2 separate regions of the Sus scrofa genome follow, and region 2 is linked to region 1. Evidence: chromatin contacts called from public HiChIP or PLAC-seq data. All regions are on one chromosome and are shown on one strand. The core of a region is the stretch at or near the end of the contact, and the rest is flanking DNA. Distances in the headings are between cores, read along the strand shown.

Region 1 (3,433 bases), core at 241-2,740:
CAAGGGAATGGTCTTCCCGTGGGGCCCCAGGGCTCCCAGCTGTCACCCATGGAGCTGCTCCCACTGTGCTGGAATGCGACACTCTGGGTGGCCCAGCCAGGGGAATGGACAGGGGTCATTCTTGAAATAGCTGAGCTCCGGGCACAAGGTGCTAAGAGCAGGGCAGGCGATTTTCAAAGGGACTCTGCCGGCATCTCTTGAAAGATGAGACTCTAAAAAACTTGTCAGAACACACAGCTTGGAAGGGGAGTCAAGTTAGGAGCAGGTGGCCCAGGCTTTGGTTGGTGCCTGCTGGGTGGGGCTGCTTCTGCACAAATGGACCAGGGAGTGGTTGTGGGCAGCTCCCAGCTTGGATTGTGCTCTTGGGGCCCTGCACCCGTCCTCTGAGCTGCAACTTCACATCTATTTTTGTGACATTTGGTGATTCCGATCCGCCTCCCCTGCTTCCCCCAAAGGAAGGCCTGGGACCTTGTCAGCTGCTCTCTGTGTGCACAGTATGACCTGCAGTAGATGCTGAGCAAATATTTCTGGAATGCATGGATTTTCCCCTTCTACCGGTTTCGTCATGTTGGAAAGGCCCTGGAGTTTAATCCTGCTTCTAGGACTAGTTGGATTGCTTTGAACTTTGCTTTCAAGGCTCTAAGGCTCCAGAGTCGGCTTGTCGGATTTGAACCCAGGCTCTGCCTCTTACTAGCCACATCCACTTCGGAAAGTTTCAGAACTTCTCTGTGCCTCATTTTCTTCATTTGGGAAATGGGGCCCTGGCTGTGCCTACCTCACAGTTCGGTGTGAAAGATAACGGGCTCAGCACATGGCAAATGCTTTACCACAGGGACAGGCACAGAGCAAGGTCCGGATAAATACTAACTCGTATTATTTTTACTGTTATTAAATCAAATTTATTAAGGTGTAACTTGCGAACAATAAAATGTACTCATTTTATGAATATGATTCAGGAGTTCCCCCTGTGCTGCAAGGGGTTAAGGGTCCAGCACTGTCTCTGCGGCAGCGGCTTGTGTTGCTGCTGAGGCACTGGTTCGATCCCTGGCCTGGTGTGGTGGTTTAAGGATCCAGCGTTGCCATAGCTGTGGCATGGGTTGCAGCTGTGGCTTGGATTCGATCCCTGGGCCAGAAACTTCCATATGCTGTGGGTGTGCCCCCCTCAAAAGAATATGATTCAGTGAGTTTTGATATATATACTTATGTAAGCACCATCTCCATCAAAGGACATTTTCAGGTCCCCAAATGTTCCCTCCGCCCCTTCAGTCAGCCCCTTCCCCTCCCAGACCCCCATCTGTCCGCTGTCTCCATAGTTTAATTTCACGGGTTCTGGAACTTTCTACGAATGGAATCTTAGAGTGTGAAGCACCAGTGTCCAGGTCCTTTGCTCAACATGTTTTGTGAGATTCATTCATGTTGTTTTGTGTATCCACAGCTTGTTGCCTGCTGTTGTGGTAACTCTTGCTCTTACCAATGATTTCCTCAGGCTCCAGTTCCTCTTCTGTGAGATGAGGTTAATAATTTCCACCTCCTAGAATGTGGTGAAGGAGGAACAGGGCCACAAGTAATGCGGCTGCATCACTGATCCCCCCCACCCAGGACCCTGCATCCCACATCCCACACAAGCGAGGGCTCTCCCACCCCCTCCCCCTGGCCCCCCCCCCCGAAAGAGGCCCCTTCCTGGAGCCCGAAGGGTCAAGGGCCTGGCAGAGTGGGCGGGGGAGGACCTTCTGGGTTGATGCACAGCCGCGAGGTGATGGCCGTGTTTATAAAGCAGATTGTTATTTTTTAATTCTGCGCCTTGTGTCCTTTCCCCTACTTCTCTCTTTTAAGGATAATTAAAATGCAAGCTGGCACTCCCTTCGAGGAGACAGCTGAAGATTTAATTGCCCCAAGAAAAATTTTCCAGTGAAAGGTCTCGCGGTAATGGCAGCTCCCGGCCCGGCCGCCCAAGCGTCTTTGCATCGCGCACATAACACGAGCGGTAATGCCTTCATCTGCATGTGCGCAGAGTCCATTTACTGGCACCGAAGGAGCCGGGGCAGAACGGAGCCGACAGCCGCAGTCGGGCCACAGCCTTCTCGCCATTAAACTCTCACCCGGCCTCATTCCGGAGACAGGTCTGTGGCCCGGATCCACGCGACCGGCTGCCGCACCAGCTGACCCTGCCCAGAGCGGCCGCGGGGGCAGGAGGCCCGGGCGCCTGGGAACGGCCCTTTCCACCACCACGAGGGTTTGGCCTGTTGTCCTTGAAGTGGGGCCAGGAGGACGCGTCTGCCGCGCGGCCGAGCCCCGCCAGCTCTCCAAGTCCGGCCATTTGCCAGCGGTGCCAGGGTTGTGCGATTTCAGGGTAGAGGAAGATCTTTGCAATCTCTCATCTTGTTCTCCAAGTGCGCGCCCAGGTTCCCCAGATGAGGCATCAAAAGCTCAGACAAGGGTCACTGGCTCCTTGCCTGTTGGGGGGCGGGCATCAATTTTTAAAAAAGGGATTGTTCTGAACCCAGGATCACGATGAAAGGCAGAGGGACTCAGTGGGGGAAGTCGGAAAGACTGGGGTTTGAGTCCTAGTTCCAAATCTGTCAGCTGGGGCACTTTCAGTTCTCCTAAGACGCCTCGCAGACTGCTGGGCCTTCCGCACCTTTTCAGTCCTCGCCTCTCTCCCCTCCCCCTCCCTCCCTCCTTCCTTTCCTCCTTCCCTTCTTTTTTTTTTTTTTTTTTTTGCTTTTCTAGGGCTGCATCCGCGGCATATGGAGGTTCCCAGGCTAGGGGTCCAATCAGAGCTGTAGCCGCTGGCCTACGCCAGAGCCACAGCAATGCGGGATCCAAGCCGCGTCTGCGACCTATGCCACAGCTCACGGCAACGCCGGATCCTTAACCCACTGAGCAAAGCCAGGGATCAAACCCGCAACCTCATGGTTCCTGGTCAGATTGTTGACCACTGATGGGAACTCCCTTCCCTCCTTAACTTCCTTCCTTCCTATTCATGCCTCCAGCCATCCGCTCATCCTACCTCCATCCCTCCTCCCATCCATCTAACAAATAGTTACTGGGCACAACCCAATAACTGAGCACAGGAGTTACTTGGGAAGAAATGCTGACACCCCCCTTGCCCCGAGGCGGCTCCCAGAGCAGTGGCGGAAAAGAGTGTTAAGCAAGTCATCTCAAGGTCAACGTACACTGACATTGTGACCAGGGCTGAAAAGAAGTCCTGGACAGTGCTGTTGCCGTGGTGTTCAGTGAGGGAACTCAGCCTACCTTTGATTCCGAGGACAAGTGGGAAAGATCTAGCAGGTGCTCCCTGCAGGGGGAGCAGCATGTGCAAAGGCCCTGTGGTTCCTGCCAGGAACCGTCAGGAGGCAGGCATTGACAGTGCAGGGAGTGATGGAGAGAGTAACACAGGGCCAGCCCACACGGGGAAGGCAGAGCAGGCACC
Region 2 (3,574 bases), core at 321-2,820, 140 kb after region 1:
CTGCCTCGTGGATCTGCTGTGAGATCCTGCAAGCAAGCACATTTATTTAGAGTATTTGGAACAGAAGCCTGGCACTAGCAGTGTATTTGTGTTTGCCATTAAATTAACACTTGTTATTTGAAATTATCCTGTCTGTTTGTTCCTTTAGTTTTTTATTGCCTCCCTTCTCTCTCTGAAAGGCAAACGTCCCACTTGTGTCTGGATAAACAGATTCCAGCAAGGAGCCGGCAAAGGGCCCAGCCCTTCTGCAACGTCTCCCGTCTCCCGGTGCAGATGGGGAGGCCGAGGCAGGGGTGGAGGGCTGCGAGCGAGCGAGGCTGAAGGAACCAACCCGCTGCGCTGTCGGGCACTCTCTGCGCCCCTCTTTTGCAGGCGGGCACAGAGATGCTGCCAGCTGCGAGTTTCCGTGTCGCAGGCGTTCTGCCTCCCAGCGCGTTTGTCTTTCAAGGCCAGACAGAAGCGATCGCGGAAAAGCCGCCTGCATCCTGCGTCAGCTGCGGTTCAGTATTCAGTCTTCTCACCCCGGTTGGAACAAAGGCATCTTCTTGAAAACAGTAACTTCGTTTGCTGAGATGGCCGGTTTGGAGGTGCCCTGTGCGCTCCAGCGCCCCCGCAGTCCGCCCCCTCCCCCGGGCTGCCGGACAAGCTCCTGCCTCTGAGCTGCACTTCTGCGGAGGCGCAGGGACCGGCGGGTTCTAGTCCCCAGGTCTCCGCCTCTAGGTCTCTGCCCCGGCCAGCTCCTCCGCGGCCATGCGCGGCCTCTCCTCGCCCGTCAGACGGGGCGAGAGCTTGTAGGTACCGGGCCTACGCAGCCGCCTGCAGCGGACCGCAGCGCGCAGGAGGGGCTTGGTGCATATGGGCTCCCGTGTCCCTTTCCGATGCTGTTTCTCAGCTACCTCTTTTGAAATCCCTCCCAACCTCCCTTGGGGACAGGATAAGTTAAGCGGTCAGAGCAGGGGTTCGGGAGGCAGGGAAACCTGCCTCCAAACCCTACCGGACCGCCGGCTGTGCAGCCAGAGCAAGTTACCCTCTTGAGGCCACAGCTTCCTCATCTGTAAAATGGGGATGGAATAGTCAATAGGGTGATCCGTTCAGTCATTGCCACAAATTGCTTGATTCACTAGTATAGTCACTTTTTACAGTGTACAAATGTGGAACAGGTTCAAGGTAGGAAGGGGCTTTTTCAAGGTCGCAAGGCAAACCCTCCAGATCTCCTGAGGGTTTAGTCTTCAGCAGCCTAAAGGGTGAGTTCCCCAAGGGGTTTTATAAAGTCGGATGGCGGTGCGCAGCAAGGAGCTTTAGGGTCATCTCTCTTTCTATGGGCTCTCTGCCCCCACCCCCAGCCCTTAAGACGCACGCATTACCATGGGAACCGGAAGGGTAATGGCTGGCCGATCCTGAGCCTGTTCTGCATGTCTCTCTCCCAAGCCGAAACCATTTATTATTGTTGTTGTTATTATTTTTTAAATGTAATACAGAAAGCCTTGGCTGGGTAGGCGCCAGCCGGCTATTCAGAGCAGCCCCTAACCCCTCCGCAGCTCCCTACCAGGAAGGAAGCCTCAGGTTGCCCTCTAGTGGCCGGCGGGGTTATGCAGGTCCGTGAAGCTGACAGACAAGGGAACCAGAAAAACAAGCTTCTCTTCGCATGTGGTGGAGGCTGTCTGAAAGAGGGAGGGAGAAAATACAGCCTGGTCCTCTCACTGCTATTTGTGGTCCTGGTGGATCTCTCAGGAATCTTGGGAATAGAGAATAAAAGACCAAATTTGAAAGGCACAGGAGTTTTTTTCATTCTGCTTTTATTTATTTTTGAATAGATGACACATTTACATGATTCAAAAGATAAAAGGCTGTAGAGTGAAGAGGAAGTCTCCCTTCCACTCTTGGTCCCCGCCACCCAGTTCCCCTTCCTAGAGGCAGGCATTGTCATGTTTCTCACATCTCCTCCTGCAGAAAGCCTATGCAAACACAAATATTTTACAGGTTTAGTAGCTTCCTCTGTATACTCTTTTGCATCTTGCTGCTTCACTTAAAAATGTATCATGGGATTTGTTCCATATTGATTCATGGACAGCTGCCTCATTCTTTTGAACAGCTGCATAATATTCCATTGTCCGGATCTCATAATTATTTGATCAGTCTTCTATTGACAAGACTTTAAATTGCTCCTAATCTTTTGTAATCATGATGTTACAACAAAAACCTTGTACATACACTGTTGTGCATATGAGTAAATCACTTAGCTGTTGCTGTATAACAAACACAAGTTTTTCAACAAAAGGCTTTTGTTACTGTTCAGATGGATCACTGCTAACCCTGCTGATCTGGGTCAGGCTGGGCTCATTTTGTGTTGGCTCCTTGTGTGAATGGATTGGAGGGTGGCTCTTGCTGAGGTCTGGCTGGTCTAGGAAGAATGGGCTCAGTCACATGTGTAGCAGTTGGCTGGTTGTCAGCTGGGGTAAGAAGGGTGCTTGGGCCATGTCTCTTATCAAGCAACATGCAGTCTGGAAACTCCATGACTGGTATCCCATTCCATCATGTTCTGTTAGTCCAAGCAAGTCACAGGCTAGATTCAAGAGGTGGGGAAAAGGAAACCACCTCTCTGAGGGAGGAGCTGTAAATTCATGTTGCAAAGGGTATGACGCAAGGGCCATGGATTATTGTGGCCATTAAGAAATATATTTCTTTTTTTCTTTTTTTTTTTTGGTCTTTTTGCCTTTTTCTAGAGCCACACCTGTGGCATATGGAGGTTCACAGGCTAGGGGTCTAATCAGAGCTGTAGCCACCGGCAACACCAGATCCGAGCCACGTCTGCGACCTACACCACGGCTCACGGCAACGCCAGATCCTTAACCCACTGAGCAAAGCCAGGGATCGAACCCACAACCTCATGGTTCCTAGTTGGATTCATTAACCACTGCGCCACAACGGGAACTCCCAGAAATATATTTCCATAGTGTTTTTAGTTTATAATGGTTAGCTTTACAGACAAGTTGCAAGGATAGTACAGAGTTCCTGGACCCCTGCACACTACTGCCCCTATTGTTAGCATCTTGTATTCCTGGAATATGTTTGTCAACTAAAGAGCCAATATCGATACATTATTATTAGTTCAAATTATTATTAGCTCAACTCTGTTCTTTATGCAGATCTCATTGGCTTTTCCTTAATGTCTTTTTCTGTCTCAAGAGCCCATCCAGGATGCCACATTACATTTCATCATTATGTCTACTCAGGTTCCTCTTGGCTGTGACAGTTTCTCAGACTTACCTTACTTTTTTTTTTTTTTTTTTTGAAGACTTTTCCGATATTGAGGTGTGCCAGTCTGGAGGTCTGTAGAATGTTCCTCCAGTTGGGTGTTAGGTGTTTTTCTCATCATTAGACTGGAGTTAGGGCTTCTGAAGAAGCAGACCACAGAGATGAAGTGTTGTTCGTCACACATGCCATCATCTACCATTAATGACGTTAACTTTAGTCCCCCGGCTGAGGTAGTGTTGCCACGTTTCTCCCCTGGAATGTTACTGTTTCCCCCTCTTTCCATACTGTTTTCTGAGAAAGGAAGTCCCTCTGTAGAGCC

What was found. HiChIP or PLAC-seq counts read pairs in DNA pulled down with a chosen protein or histone mark.
Region 2: a contact with region 1 is called in an H3K27ac HiChIP or PLAC-seq map of alveolar macrophages. The contact joins two enhancer-like sites. A contact is called at or near these places in 7 of 47 Hi-C or Micro-C datasets (embryonic fibroblasts, liver, retroperitoneal adipose tissue and 1 more) and 1 of 2 datasets of contacts at active chromatin or transcription factors (alveolar macrophages).

The regions. Positions count from the first base shown.
Region 1 is chr17:33,555,936-33,559,368 of Sscrofa11.1, forward strand. No RefSeq gene overlaps it. Among named protein-coding and RNA genes, the nearest start is that of PDYN, 41 kb to the left of the region's middle. Within about 2 kb of position 1,491, at least 14 of the 83 cell types and tissues checked have an H3K27ac peak or open chromatin away from gene starts, as enhancers often do. A contact at or near this core is called in alveolar macrophages, where this site is marked.
Region 2 is chr17:33,698,946-33,702,519 of Sscrofa11.1, forward strand. No RefSeq gene overlaps it. Among named protein-coding and RNA genes, the nearest start is that of SIRPA, 90 kb to the left of the region's middle. Within about 2 kb of position 1,571, at least 15 of the 83 cell types and tissues checked have an H3K27ac peak or open chromatin away from gene starts, as enhancers often do. A contact at or near this core is called in alveolar macrophages, where this site is marked.